Linked DNA regions of Anas platyrhynchos: region 2 is linked to region 1. Evidence: chromatin contacts called from public Hi-C data. All regions are on one chromosome and are shown on one strand. Each heading gives the region's core, a stretch centred on a gene start, on an enhancer-like site or on the middle of the called end of the contact. The rest is flanking DNA. Distances are from core to core; before and after follow the strand shown.

What was found. A called contact is a pair of places that touch in the nucleus more often than the background predicts.
Region 2: a Hi-C map of subcutaneous adipose tissue shows a contact between it and region 1, with 2.9 times the contacts expected there. The contact joins two enhancer-like sites. A contact is called at or near these places in 3 of 8 Hi-C or Micro-C datasets (F1 follicle, skeletal muscle and subcutaneous adipose tissue).

The regions. Positions count from the first base shown.
Region 1 is chr1:47,563,868-47,570,821 of IASCAAS_PekinDuck_T2T, reverse strand. NUDT4 (nudix hydrolase 4) reads left to right here. Exons shown (of 5, transcript XM_027451924.3): 3 at 6,275-6,319. Among named protein-coding and RNA genes, the nearest start is that of NUDT4, 18 kb to the left of the region's middle. Within about 2 kb of position 3,406, at least 1 of the 8 cell types and tissues checked has an H3K27ac peak or open chromatin away from gene starts, as enhancers often do. A contact at or near this core is called in subcutaneous adipose tissue, where this site is marked.
Region 2 is chr1:47,775,260-47,782,213 of IASCAAS_PekinDuck_T2T, reverse strand. EEA1 (early endosome antigen 1) reads right to left here. Exons shown (of 30, transcript XM_038178046.2): 22 at 5,745-5,939; 23 at 4,728-4,910. Among named protein-coding and RNA genes, the nearest start is that of PLEKHG7, 53 kb to the left of the region's middle. Within about 2 kb of position 2,378, at least 2 of the 8 cell types and tissues checked have an H3K27ac peak or open chromatin away from gene starts, as enhancers often do. A contact at or near this core is called in subcutaneous adipose tissue, where this site is marked.

The DNA.
Region 1 (6,954 bases), core at 2,157-4,656:
ATCCTGCTTGTACCCCGAGACAAAGCAGTTATAAGTCTAAGTCTAGATGAATTAATGCAGTTTCCTTACTCTGGTATAGTATTTAAATTTCAGATGCAAAATTTTCTAACTTGCTATTTATTTTTCTTAGGCAGTGTTAAAAATGGTAGATTAAATATGTAATAATTGGTACTGTAAGCCCAATAAAACTTCTAGAAATCACACTGAGTTAACTAATTTAATTGGAAATTCTGTAATGTGCAGCTGACCACAGATCAACTCTAATAATTTACATCATGTTTCTAAAATAGCAAGTACAAGGTTTTGCAGAAAGTGGATGCATGCTGGGAAGTAAGTGAAGTACAGACCGTCTGGTAGTATTAAACAGCTTTGTCATCCCACTATGACAAAACACATTAATGTTGTTGTTAATTATCAGCATGCATAATGTTTTTATTAGAGCTTTTCTCTATTTTTGATTAGCTGTACTACTTGGTGTTTTAGCTTGCATACCCTTAGGTCTGTTTTTGCTGTGTTGTGGAGGCTTGGGAGTTTAATGTAAATGCAGCTTGCCCAAAATTCTGCTTGCTTTTTAGTGTCTAAATGAGTTCTGTGGTCTCTAATTCACTGAGCTTGTTTCCCCACCTTATGTGGGGAACAGACCAATATGGTATTCAGCGCTCTTAGCAACCCTCATGCAACAAGATGCAAGAATAAATAAGCCTAATTTATACAAGGTTATTCCAGACTTTTGGGCTGTGTTCAGTTTTTGCTGTGGGGGCCAATTTTGAGCTGCCCAAGACATATCCAAACAAGGGCTCCTGTATGAAAGTGAAGGAAACAGCCACAAGGCAGTCAAGTGCCATTTGAAGGGAGCAAATATCCAGAACTGTATAGATAGAGACAGTATAGGTACCTCTAGGGAAAGTCATGACACATCCCCCATCTTGAGGGGACCTGGTTGCACTTAATGTCATCAAAGTTGCTGTGGGGGCTTGACCAACTATTCAAAAGCTAACAGTGGTCAAGCATCAGTTTGCAGACAGTGCAGTGCTAGACACAGTTGTCAGTTTAACTTCATAGCCAAGCAGTATCACAGTGGGAGTTGTGGTACGGAGGCTGATAATTAGTTTTCTGCTACACCAATTCTGCTCAGAGAATATTTCGTGTACTTAAAGTTGTGGCCTTGCTCACAAATTTCTGCAGTGGTGTGGTGAGAGGGGAGCGAGTGGGGAAGGGTAAGCAGCAGAGGTGCAGAATATGGTTAGGGGGTACATTGTGGAGCATACATGTGGTACAAATTTCTGTTAAAGTCCAATCAGAGTGCATGTGCTGCCCAGACATTGCAAACTTCATGGCTGCATCATAAAGATATACTAAGACATTGGTTACTCCTGAAGAAAAAATTTTGCAGATGATGCATAGGAAAAAACAGGATACTGTTTTTCAGAATGCTGAAAACATCTGCAACCTACAGATTCAAGTGTGAGTCTTCAAAAATTGTCTTGTATCCATTGAAATTTGACATGTTACCTTAACCGCAATACTGCTGCAGTCAAAATTTTCAGTAGGAGCCTTCATGATAGAAAAGCTGCATGTTATGTGTCTGAAAAAATGTCACTATTAGTGTTTATACACTGTGAGAAACTTTCTGAAGTTAGAGAACCCAACAGATCTTGACTGGTGCTAACAGGGGTGTTTTAGTTACAGGCTGAGTTTTTACTCATCCTTACTATGGTGACTACACCTTTTTTTTATGGTATTCTCAAGTAAGGTGTGACCTGCCAGCCATGCCTCAGCTCTTATCTGTGCTTGAAAGTACATAAAGGTTTTTCAGAAGCTAGGGGCTTTAATAAGCAACAATTATTTGAAGATGCTTGTTCTACAGCTTCAGGATTTTCAGCGTTTGATGGCTTGTGTATCCGATGAACATTAAAAGTTCATGTCCTAATTTAAAGTATTATTAAACTCTGGGCTGAATCTTGTGTTTTGCCATGAGACTGCAAAGGAAAGTGCCACTTTTGATCAAAAGCCAGCATGGTATTCAGGGCTTTGACTTGAATCATGGAAATTCATACTAACCTTTCTAGAGATGGATGTCCTTTCTATTTTTATACTAAGGTCAGTATCACCTGGCAAGCTGGTTACAGTGCAGTGAAGTGAACTGTTAAGGGTTTTGTGAATGAATAAACTTCAAAGCAGGCACACTGTGGCACTGGTTTGAACTGTGTTTCTTCAGTCTTGGGTCATGCATAAACTAACCGTCAGTTACCATTAATTTATTAAAACGGAGAAACAGATCGTGGGTGTTGTAGTGGCAGTTCCTAGTGGTAGGAGTGTTAATAGTTCACAGTACGAGAGCCCACTGGCTCTAAAAGTCCCTTGGTTCCCCACCAAAATGGAGCATTTAAAATCCTTGTTTTAAAACACAGACGAAGATCAAATGTAGTCAAATATGTATGCACTGCAGTCCTACAGTCAGATTGTGTGACTTCAGATTTTTTTTTTTATCCTTAAGCTCTGTTTGTATTGGGGTTTTTACATCTAGTAAATAATGTTTCTGCTTTATCATTGTTATTTTCTATAAATTGAACATCTGTCTTTTATGGGTTATAGTAGCTAAGATTCCTTAGGTAACAATTCCTTTGGTACAAGTTTGTACAAACCTGAAACTAGGATAACAAAGTGAAATTACAGTATAAAGCAGTCCCAGAAACATATTAAACCTTGTTTAACTGTGGAGCTACTTTGTTAGTGAATTTGGAGCTTAGTCTTCAACAAGGTAGTATGAAAGGTAGAAATGGGAATTGCTTGCACACAGGGTGTTCAAAGGGAAACACAACAGAAATAATGGTGATTAAATGATTACGATCTTCCTCTCAAAAGGAATAAACACCCTCCCGTTCCCTTTTCTTCCATCTCACTAAAAAGACTCTTGCTCTATTTGTACCTAGTAGTATACTGAATTGCCAGCCAAAAAACATTCAATTCCTCCCTGACCTGTGGGAATACAGCTTCTGAGAAGAGGAGGCAGATTCTGATGGTTAATCTGCTGCAGCAGTGTAAGTGCCAGTAATGTTATCTAAGACCTCTCAAAGGAAATAAAGGAATCTGCTTTAGTGAGCAGCTAATAGTTGAAAAATGATTGGGTGTTCCAGACTGGAACTATGTAGATACTTAAAAGAAAAAAATAACATCCTTTCAAATTAAAGATTTTGACAGGCACAATGAAACACTGAGTTCTATAAAAGTATGCAGAAGAGAGCAAGGGTAGCCTTGCACTGTCTTTTCAGGAGAGTAGCCAGTAAAGTACTATCCAACAGATCCCACAGTTAAAATAACTCTTCTGTATTGCAGATTTTAAGCAACTTTCTGCCCTGGTAGACTGTTAGCCTAAAAATAAAATTCCAGTGTGACTCTTGCTCCATCTACAGGAAACCCAAGGCAAGCATGACTGCACCTCCTGCAGGGCAGTGGATCAGGATCGGCCAGCAGTGAGTGACCTCCAGGCCAAAAAAAATACGAGATAAAGTGTTTACTCCTGCGGTTGGATTTAGACTTAATATTAAATACATGTATACATTCAGATTTAAGGAATCTGAAATAGAAGAAATCTACCTGGTGCTTATAGACATGCAGTAACTTGTCTGATAAAGGAAATGCTGTTTATTCAAACTTCCTCTTGAAGTTTAGTGTCTTCAAGTAGCCTTTGGATTTTTTTTATTTAAAAAGCTGTGTTTTGTTTTAACAACATAATGGCTGTGGGAAGAAAGATGAAATTGTTCAAACTCTAGAATTTGCTATCGTGTTGAGTTAAAAGCTTAAAACTGGGAGTGTAGGAACTTTATTTGACATTCCAGGAAAAAGATAAAGCATTTCTTGGTCCTCTAGGACTCATTTATGATTTATTTTGAAGTTACTATGTAAAGGAAAGAACCTGGAGGAAATATTTTTGTTAGCAAAAGTACTTTTTAATGGTCTGTCAATTTAATGGCACTTTTTAAATTATGAAGATGATTCAGTCAAGGTCAGAATAGATTATTTGCAGAGGAAAAAAGTTATGAGACTTTTGTCTCTGTTAGAAGTTGCTGCCTTTTTATATTTTGGGGTATGAAAGTTTTGAAAAATGCTTCTGTCTGAAGGAATGGTGCTACGTTTTGGAAGCATGTATCTTTTGCCTAGAGATTAACTAGAAATCAGTGAGAGATCACATCTACGTGACACCATCTGGTTGGGCAAAAGCTTCATTCTGAGCTTTGGGGGATTTTTACACTTAATGTCATGGAGTGCAGCTAATTGTTTCATTCACAGTTACTCAGTTGAGTATTTGTTTAAACCACTGATTTGTATGGAGGGAGAACAGAAGCTGTTAAAAAGTAAATTCCTTGTGCTCCTTGTGAAATTGATGATAGATTCACATTGTGAATATGGGACACTAAGAAATGGAGAGAAAAAGAAAGCTCTGCAAGAAAGCTATTTAATATTGGTAATGGTGTTTGTGCCATGTGTTAGTTAATTTTGAGACTCCCACTCACTAGTTCAGAGAAATTCTCCTGTGTTTCTTGTGATTTTTTTTTTTGTCTGTCAGCATTCTTGTTGTCAGAGTCCTGCCCGTGATAGTAGTGGATGTAAATGCTTTCCCAGATCTTTGATATAAATAAGGCCTTGGCTAATTCTAAACTCCTGAAAGTTTGGGAGGATGTTTTTGGGTGGCTTTCTTTTTTTTCATTTATTTCAAGTAGAAATCTTGAAGAATATAGTGATTCCTAGATTTTGCTGCTTGAGAAGAAGGGCAAAAACTGAGGATAGACATTAACTTCTGGCCTCTTTAAGTTCTGCTTCTTCTTCAGAAGGTACTATAATGCTGAAGAGATTAGGAACAAAAAGCTTGAACATTTATTTAGGGTGTTTCTCTAGGCTCCTGAAGTCTTTCATTGCTCTGTGTGAAGCACAAGCAGTCTTTGGTGTCTCTTGGGGCCTGTCGCTTCCATAATTAACATGCTGCCTAATCACTTATCCAACAGGCACAGTTAACATTTCAGCTTCATGAGCTCGAACAGGTATCTCTTTCAGCACATGACCAGAGTAATGTATACAGTTTTGCATCAACTTTAGGGCTAGTTTTTGCTCTAGATAAACAAAATGCTTTTTTGTTGCAGGGGCTGAGATCACATTTCTTTCATCAAAACTGCTTAATAAATAACATCAGCCATCTGCTTTCTTTAAAAAGAGAGACACAAAACATTCACTTGTGAGATCTTGATTAGACTTATTGCCAAAGCCTGCCCAGTTGTCTGTCAGAGTTGCACATTAAAATGTAAATAAGATCCATATGGTCCTTTGTATAAAGACACAAGACATCAGTAACTTTCCTTGATTAAAGCTGGAAACAAAGACTGAACACTAGAAAATGGCATCTTAGCACTAAGAAGCCCTGTTTCAACTACTGGTTATACAAAGCAAGACAAAATGTAGATATGGCTTAGTCTACCAGTAGACTGCATACATGTTCAGATCTTGATGATCATAATGGATGACCATAAACAACTTATCTTGGAAGAGGCATTGTATATTACTTCTGTAAAAACAAACCCTGGAGTATTAGTAGGATACAATGACCGCCTTAACTGTTGAAAAGATTACTAAGCACAGGATGACATACATAGGGGTTATTTAAGAAACTAGGAGCAAATCTCTAAATGTAAATTTCTTTATAATGTTACTAACTAGAAAAATAATTCAAAGCTGTAGAGATCTGGAAATATAAATTTAGTTTTTAAATGACATGCCAAAAGCTATGCTTTCATATGAAAGCCAGCATACCTTAATGCTTTATGCTGTAAGATCCATCCTTTTACCTGCAGTTCAACTTGTTGCTTTATTTTGAGGACTTGGACTTGAGTTTCTGTAAGAAATAGCAATGGAATTTTGATAATTCTGTCTCTAGGAAAGCTACCCTACTACTTTAACTTACCTCTTAGGCTATCTTCTTCCCTGGATAATTTTTTCAGTATTGGATGTCTCTAATAAAATACAATTCACAAAGTCCATGGTAAATAAAACAGTATTTTGGTCTGGATGGCAGTGCTTGAAAGAATAATATATTCTTTAACCCACAGAACACAAACTTGTCCTAGTGTAATATTCCGAAGCTAGAAACTCCAGAAGCAATGCAGCACTGTGTAGCTAAAACCTATGTTGAAGCACTTGCTGAAATGTTGCTATAGTATATTGCAGTTTTTTAAATTAAAAAGCACATGTTAATACTTTTTTTCCTGTCTTTTTTTTTTTGTAGGCTGGAGTAAAGGGAAAACTAGGCAGACTGCTTGGGATATTTGAGGTGAGATATTTCATTTACTTCATAAAGATATCTTTTTTTGGTGGGGCTGGGGAAGGGGTGGAGTGTCTGTAGTTCGACTCTCATGGGGAAAAAACAAAATAGCTTCCATGCAACAGAGTCAGACTTAAGTTGTTAAGTGTTACTTGCCTGTACTTTTGCTGTGCAGCTTTGAATGCTGCTGGAAGATGCATCAGACAGGTGTTTTTCTTCTGTTGCTACATGATGGGTGAAGGTTTGAGTAAGAGTGATACTTAGAATTTTTCTGGGAAATCAGTATCTAGCAGAATAAAAAGAACAAAACAAACTGTGGACTGGCTGCAGCACAGTGACCTTTCACTGTGTGGATTACCTCTGTCAGTTCATGTATTTGATTTAGCTTGTTCAAAAAAAGTCTGTGCTTTCAAAATAGGTGGTTAGTGCTGCTAACATGGCAAACCTATAGAGGTAATAGGAGTTCTGCATTTGTCATGATTGGAAACAGATGCTATTGTACTTGTACTTACTGAGTGAAACTTCTGAGCGTTGTATAGGTTATCAGGCCACATTATATAGTGGTTCCCTCTTGACAAAAAAAAGCCTTTCATATAGGAACTTGAGTTGTGAAAACAGTTCTAGGACATGTAATTAATCACAGT
Region 2 (6,954 bases), core at 1,129-3,628, 210 kb before region 1:
AGTCTGAAGTGTTTTACTGGTAGAATGAGATTTAGTTTGAAATACTAACGTGATGGAACACTGCTGATCCAATACCATTTTCTACAGCTTCAGTCACTTAAAAAATTCAAACTGCCTTTTTGAATTAATTTGCAGACCAATTATTTGTCTTCTGATTTATAAGATTACTATTTTAAACTTCACAAAGTATTAGCTCAAGAAAAAATTGAAGCAAAATAGGAGGTGCTTTTGCAATTTCAAGTTTGTAGCAGAGTGGGTCCTTCAGAAAAGAAAATAAGCCCTCTCTATTCCACTGTGGGCGGTGGAGTACAGTATTTTCCTACAGCTGAGAAAGGATGGGAAGTGTAGCATCATCACAGAACACCTTCACAGGAAAACCCAATAGTTTTTGCAAATTTAGAATGAAGACATGGCTTCATTCTGAAGACATGGCTTTTATTCAGATTTGCTTCTTGCAGAAGTATGATTGTAGACAATTTTGTACAGGATTGTAGACAATTTGTACAGGATGATAAAATTTGGCTATGAAGTGGGTAGCCCAACAAAAAGCTTCACCTATCAGATACTCTTCCCTCAACCATCCCCAAAGTGTCGGTACAGGACAGGCAATCTGACTGTGCCTATGCCCAAGCTAAGACAAGGTGAATGTCCTTAAAAGAGGAGTCAGTATTCAGCTTGCTCTGCAATGTCTTATACATAAACGTTTGCAATATAAGGGACTCTGAATTTTGAGCACAATTTATCTTACTACAGCTAATGCACAGCAAGTGGCTCTTAACTGTGTTGTGATTAACAATAATGCTACTGGCCTTAATTGAGAAAACATTCAATATAACTTTAGCAGTAAATCTACCTTCTATCTATCTGTGCCTTTCTTTCTGCCTTCCTCAGAAGACCCTCACAGCACCCTTTGGAAAACAGCAGAAATCCAGCACATGGCTAAACATTCCAGTTATTGTCCTTGCTCCTGGCTCAGTCTCCAACTAGTTCAGATGGATTCTTTTGGACTCCTGAGGAGCTCACATCTTTAACAGAAAATCACCTCTTCAAAATCTGATGCCATTCACCTTAATTATTGTTCAATTTTGACATCGCTCTCCAAAAATGGTAATACAACCCCAGTCATGAGATTCCTTTTTAGGATGACAGAGAAAACCAAATGCAAGGAAAACATACAGAACAAAAGAAGTCAATCTGGACTAACTGTAAATAAAACCAGATGTTAGGTTGACTGGCTAATTGGTTAACTAATTAACCAATTAAAAGAAAATCTCAGCCCAGTCCAGTACAATTGGGCTGTTGCACTGCAAACAGGCCACATGGAGCCACCAGCAGAACTAGCCGGGTGCTAGGTCCTGGATTCATTCCATCGAAGTGAGGTGCACAAATTTTAGTCTGCATGCCCCTCTCCCCCCACCCAGCTCACAGAAAGGGCATGTCGTTATTCACAGATGATAACCTAATGTCGCTTCACTTCCTCGGCGGTAGGATTAGACTGACTGCAGGCAACTAAGGCTCCTAACTTAGAGACTTAAGGTCTGGCAGCACAACGAGCATCCAGAACATCCACTGAAGATACACAGAGAGTGGTGCCAATATCGGAGGCAAAGAAACATTCTTTTGAGAATACAGAAGAAACCAGGACTGACTACAAAAAGCACAAATGCCAAGACCAAAGAGTATTTGGCAGAGTTCAGGAGAGCAAGACGCACAAGTATGTTAGCACTAACTCAAAATCAAGGCAGAAATAATAACAGCTCTTCGTTTTCAATAAGTCTTGTAAATAAAAATAGTCTTTTCCACAAAAAGGAATCCCATTTATAGATATAAATGATATATATATAAATATATAAACAATACTATATATATATATATAACTTTTGCAAGCACTCAAATCTTGCCCAATTTCTTTTTTTCCATCAGAGACAAAAAGATGAGTTTATTTACTGTTACAGAAGGCAGGTTTTTTAAATTAAACTGAATGTGCAGCATATCGTATCCATAAGAATCTAACTATGTTCTCACTTTAGAATTTGCTACAACACTTCTCACTTTTGCTCTGGGAGACTTACAGCTTCACAGTTTGCATCTGGCTAACACTACATAACTTGGACCTTCTGTTATTGAACCAGAAACTGAAGTGTTAAGGGGGCGTTCAATTTTTCAGCCTGTGCTGCTGGTGTGCCAGGCAGCTGCCCGCTTGCTCTGCCTCTAGCTATGCACAGCTAGCTCTCACGCAGTGCTGCATCCCCAACTGCGAAACTTCATGTAAGCATTACTCACTTTTTATCACACGCCAGTCTCACAGCTCCCTCAGCCCGAGGTGACCAGCAGCCAAGCAGCCTGGCAGTGATATTCCAGCCAGAAGCCAGCAGATGGTGCTCTGCGTACAGCCCCGCTCACTGGGCTTCAAACCATGCTCACTAAACACAGCTGTGCAAGGACTTCATACTTCTGCTAGAAATCCTGCAATAAGACATCTAAGCTTACCTAATACACAAGTTCTAAAAAGTTCTTCTACTGTCTACCAGTAATATCAAGAGCATTCTGGACCCCAGCCCTCCTTGGTTCCAAACCATCCAAAATTTGTAGCTCTGGCTCAAATCATCTGCTTTAATTAAATAACTCCCCTAAGGACAAACATAACGCACATAACTGGCTTGACTATGAATCTTTGCCACAGAGTTCTTCTGATTTGAGTGGCACTTTTGTGTTCAGCTCTCCAAACTAGCATTAGTCTTCCTTGACACTTTTTATAACTAGTCTGAGAAAGCAGCAAAGAATATCATTACTATTTTAGTTTAACATTGCAATGAGACAGCACACTTGTGATTAAACATATATTGGCCCTGTCCTTTTTCCTCTCCTGGATTTTACAGAAAAAAAGCAAAGCGGTGCCAAGCAGACCTCACTATCCATAATTATTGTAAATAATTATAAATAAATAAACAGCCATGCAAACAGCCTCCAAACTGGTACATCACCTCAGCACCGAGGACACCAATATTTTGCAGGCTTTTTAGGCTCCACAGATATTTACATAATAAATACTGTTACCTGTTCATATTAACAGTCTTATTCTCCTGTTGCTAGTCACTTTATTTATATATTACAGGTGTTGCTGGTCACCTGTTCCTATCACCTTATTTTACCTTTTTGCACTGATGCTCCATCTCTCCCTTGTTACCATCCCAATTCAGGTTTAAAAGCACATGGGAGACCTACTGTCCCATTTTATATTTGTCAGAACTAGAAGTCATCGAGCTGGATTAATAATACTTATTCAGAGCTATCTTTGCAGCAAGCAATATTTAAATGAACATCCAATGCTTGTACAGGTCACTGCATTACCAATTTAAATTATACCATAATTACCAATGTGTTGATCTAAACACATTCTGGGAAATTAACTCAGAAAGGAGGTTAGCAAGCTATAGTAACTAACTGTATGATTAAACCACCTTTACTTGTTAAGCAGGCCAAAGTTCTTTATACCCTTGCACAAGGATTCAATCAAGCAGCACCAAAAATAATGCTAATCTGACTTGCAGGAAAATGTGGCAGGTAATCTAATGTCACAGAGGAAGAGTATGATTAAGAGAAATCCAATGATGTACACATAAAGGAGCTACTTTTCTTTTTCTTAAAGGAACTCAAAACATTGAGTTTGGTGAGGACTCCACAGCTCACATGGAGCTATCTGAAATAGCCACAAAACCTTTAATATTTCAAGGATGGGACTGAAAAGACTACACTGGGAGAAGTAAAAGGGACATATTAAATCTAACCAGTCACCAAAAGCTCTCTTTATATATAGTGAAAGCAACAGAAGCCTGCATCTAAAATGGATTGGATGACCAGTTCTCCAGAAGCACCTATTTCTCTCAAGAAATTCAAGCAATCTTAAAACAACAGTGTCGCACAGACAATGACTCCCACTCCAGCTTTGCAAGTGAAAAGAGCCCAAGCCACACATCTCTGCAGCAGCGTATGTCCTGGAACAAACCTGAGCATTTGTTTAGCACTGACATGAGGGGATGGGGTGGGGGAACGGAAAAAGGATAAAGAAACACCTGTTCTTATCGACTCAATTCCCAGCAACATCTTTTTGAAGGCATTACATCTGAATACCAAACCAGGTAAATTCTGCTTAGGAATAGCAAAATCTTGGAGGATTATGTTTAGACATCTGCACTCCAGGCAGGTCCCTAAACCTACTGTTTTTACCAGTATAACATCTCTCAAAGTCTGTAATGAGCCAGGAAGAAGCAGAAGGAGCAAGGGGATAGGAGCAGACTGACAACTACAATTCTAGTTAAATCGTCTAGAAGGCAGTGGTTACTCACATGCTGTCAGTGACTTTGCCCTAATTAGCTACACTATTTAAATTGGTTGAAAGCTACAATATATACCAACAACAACTACAACAAAAAAAATCAAAAAAGAATATGAAAATAAATCATCTTTCACTTTACACCCACAGGTCAGATTGCCATTGGAAAAATGTAAGGGTAGTTCAGGTAAGCTGGCAAATACACTTGGCTTTCAATTAGTGTCAGTATGTCCTTTGTCCCAGGGGAAGGGATTGAACAGCACTATATTCTATATATAGCAAAGAGCTTTTTTTTTTTCTTTCCCCATACAGTTTTTGCACTGTTTCTGTATCTTCAAAATGGATACAGACAGATCTATTAAGTCACAAATAACATTAAAGTGTCTCTAAGTACCTTAAGGTCCTGCCTGGTCGCCAGCAACTCAGACTCTTTCCCGTAAAGATCCAGCTGCAGTTTTTCCATGTTTTCCTTATATTTTTCATAGGTCTTCTGTAAGTCTGCTAGTTTTCCTTTCTCTGTTTTAAGCTCCTGAGCTGACAAAATTGTCTGCTGTTGCAGCTTATTCTCCAGTTCTGCCTGAAACATAGGCATACAAAGCGTCAGTTAAAGTTACAGATGGTATGCTTTATGATGTCAATAAATCATATTTTTACTGAAAAACTATTTTTACTGAAAAACACTTATGAAATACCAATTAAGTAACCTAACATAAACAGTTTTATAGCAATATTTTGTAACTAATTTCACAACAAAATTAAATTCACATTATAAGACTTAGTTAAACACAGCAAGACCAAACATTTAAAATTTAAATTATATTTATATATATATATATATATATATTTTTTTTTTTTTTTTTTTTTAATCATACAGTGTCTGTAGACAAGCTAAAGCAAAAGTATGATCATATAGTACAGGGCAGCCAAAGCTGGCAAAACATTTAATAGTGCACAGCACACAACACAACATTCAGTAATGTAAGACATTTGAACTATTTCCACTATAGTTTATTAGTTTCATTCTGTCACTCAGATAAATTATTTTGCTATAATGAAAGAGAGTTTAAAACTGCCATGGACATTCCAAAACACTGCAGCGTTTGTCTAAACTGCTCTCACAAAACTGTCTACTGCTTTACAAGAAAACAGCAGCTCTTACTTCACAGTATCCTCCTGGGTCAAAATAAAGACATACAATCTAGCCATTTTTACCAATTTACTGAAACTCAGCTCCTAGAGAGTCTGTATATTTCAGCAATGGCCATTGAAGACTTTGTTTCCACATCCTGATCTTATCCTTTCCAGCAAGACTACAGTAAATAGCTGTATATTCCAAAGACGTTGGTATAAAAGCCAAAGGATGTATCAAATTTATATTAATTTTCTTACAGGAGTAAGAGGTCAGCCTTACCTTTTCTAAAAGGGCAGTTTTTAACTCAGCTTGTAGTGTTTCACTGTGTTTTTTCTTCTGCTCAAAAGATTCCTTTAGGTCTCTCAGCTTTCCCTGAAGATGCTGCTCACTTTTTTCTTTGTCTTTCAGAAGACCCTGAATTTCCAGTACTTGTGCACGTGCTGAATCAAGTTCTATCGACAACTGCTTAGAGATCTATATTCAAAAATATTAAATAACTGTATATAATTTTAATTTACATCATTATTTGTACATGCTGTAGTATGTAAACTGTGTGTATGACAAATTGCAAAGCTCAAGGAGTGAACAGACAAGTTCATAAACGAAAAAACTGTTAAAGCTGAAGATACAGTCTCTAGTCCAACCCCCAAAGGACTGCTCAAAGCTGGGGAGTGTCCACTGGTTGCAGTAACCTGAGAGGCTTGCCCTCAGCCTGCTATGCTCTGGGCTGAACAAACCAAGGGGCCTCAGCTGCTCCTCATACGTCTTCCCCTCAAGAGCCTGCACCATCTTCATAGCCCTCCTTTGGATGCTCTCTAATAGCTTTATGTCCTTTTTATACTTTGGTGCCCAAAATTGCACACAGTGGTCTTGGTGAGGCTGCACCAGTGCAGAGTGGAGTGGGACAATCATTTTCCTTGACCAAGCTAGTAATGCTATGCTTGTTGCACCCCAGAGTACAGTTGGCTCTCCTGGCTGCCAGGGCATATTGTTGACTTATTTTCAACACGGCAAAATTATGCAGAAAACACCCAGACCCCTTTCTGTGGGGCTGCTCTTCAGCCTTTTGTCCCCCAGTCTGCACATATAGCCAGGGTTGCCCCTTCCCAGGTGCAGAATCCAGCACTTGCTCTTGTTAAACTTCATACTGTTGGTGATTTCCCAGCTCTCTAATTTGCAAAGATCTCTCTGCAAGGCCTCTCTATGCTTACTAGGGTCAACAGCTTCTCCCAATTTAGTATCATCTGCAAACTTCCTCAAAACATTTTCTAGTCCCACACCCAAGTTATTTATGAAAATATTGAAGAGAACTGGCCCTCAAATGAAGCCCTAGGACACCCCACTAGTGACTGGCCACCAGCCTGATGTAATCTTGTTTGCTATAACCCTTTGAGCCCGATCCATCAAGCCAGTTGTTCACCCATTGTATTATGCACTTATCTAACTCTACGCTGGACATTTTGTCCAGAAAGTTACTGTGTGAAACTGT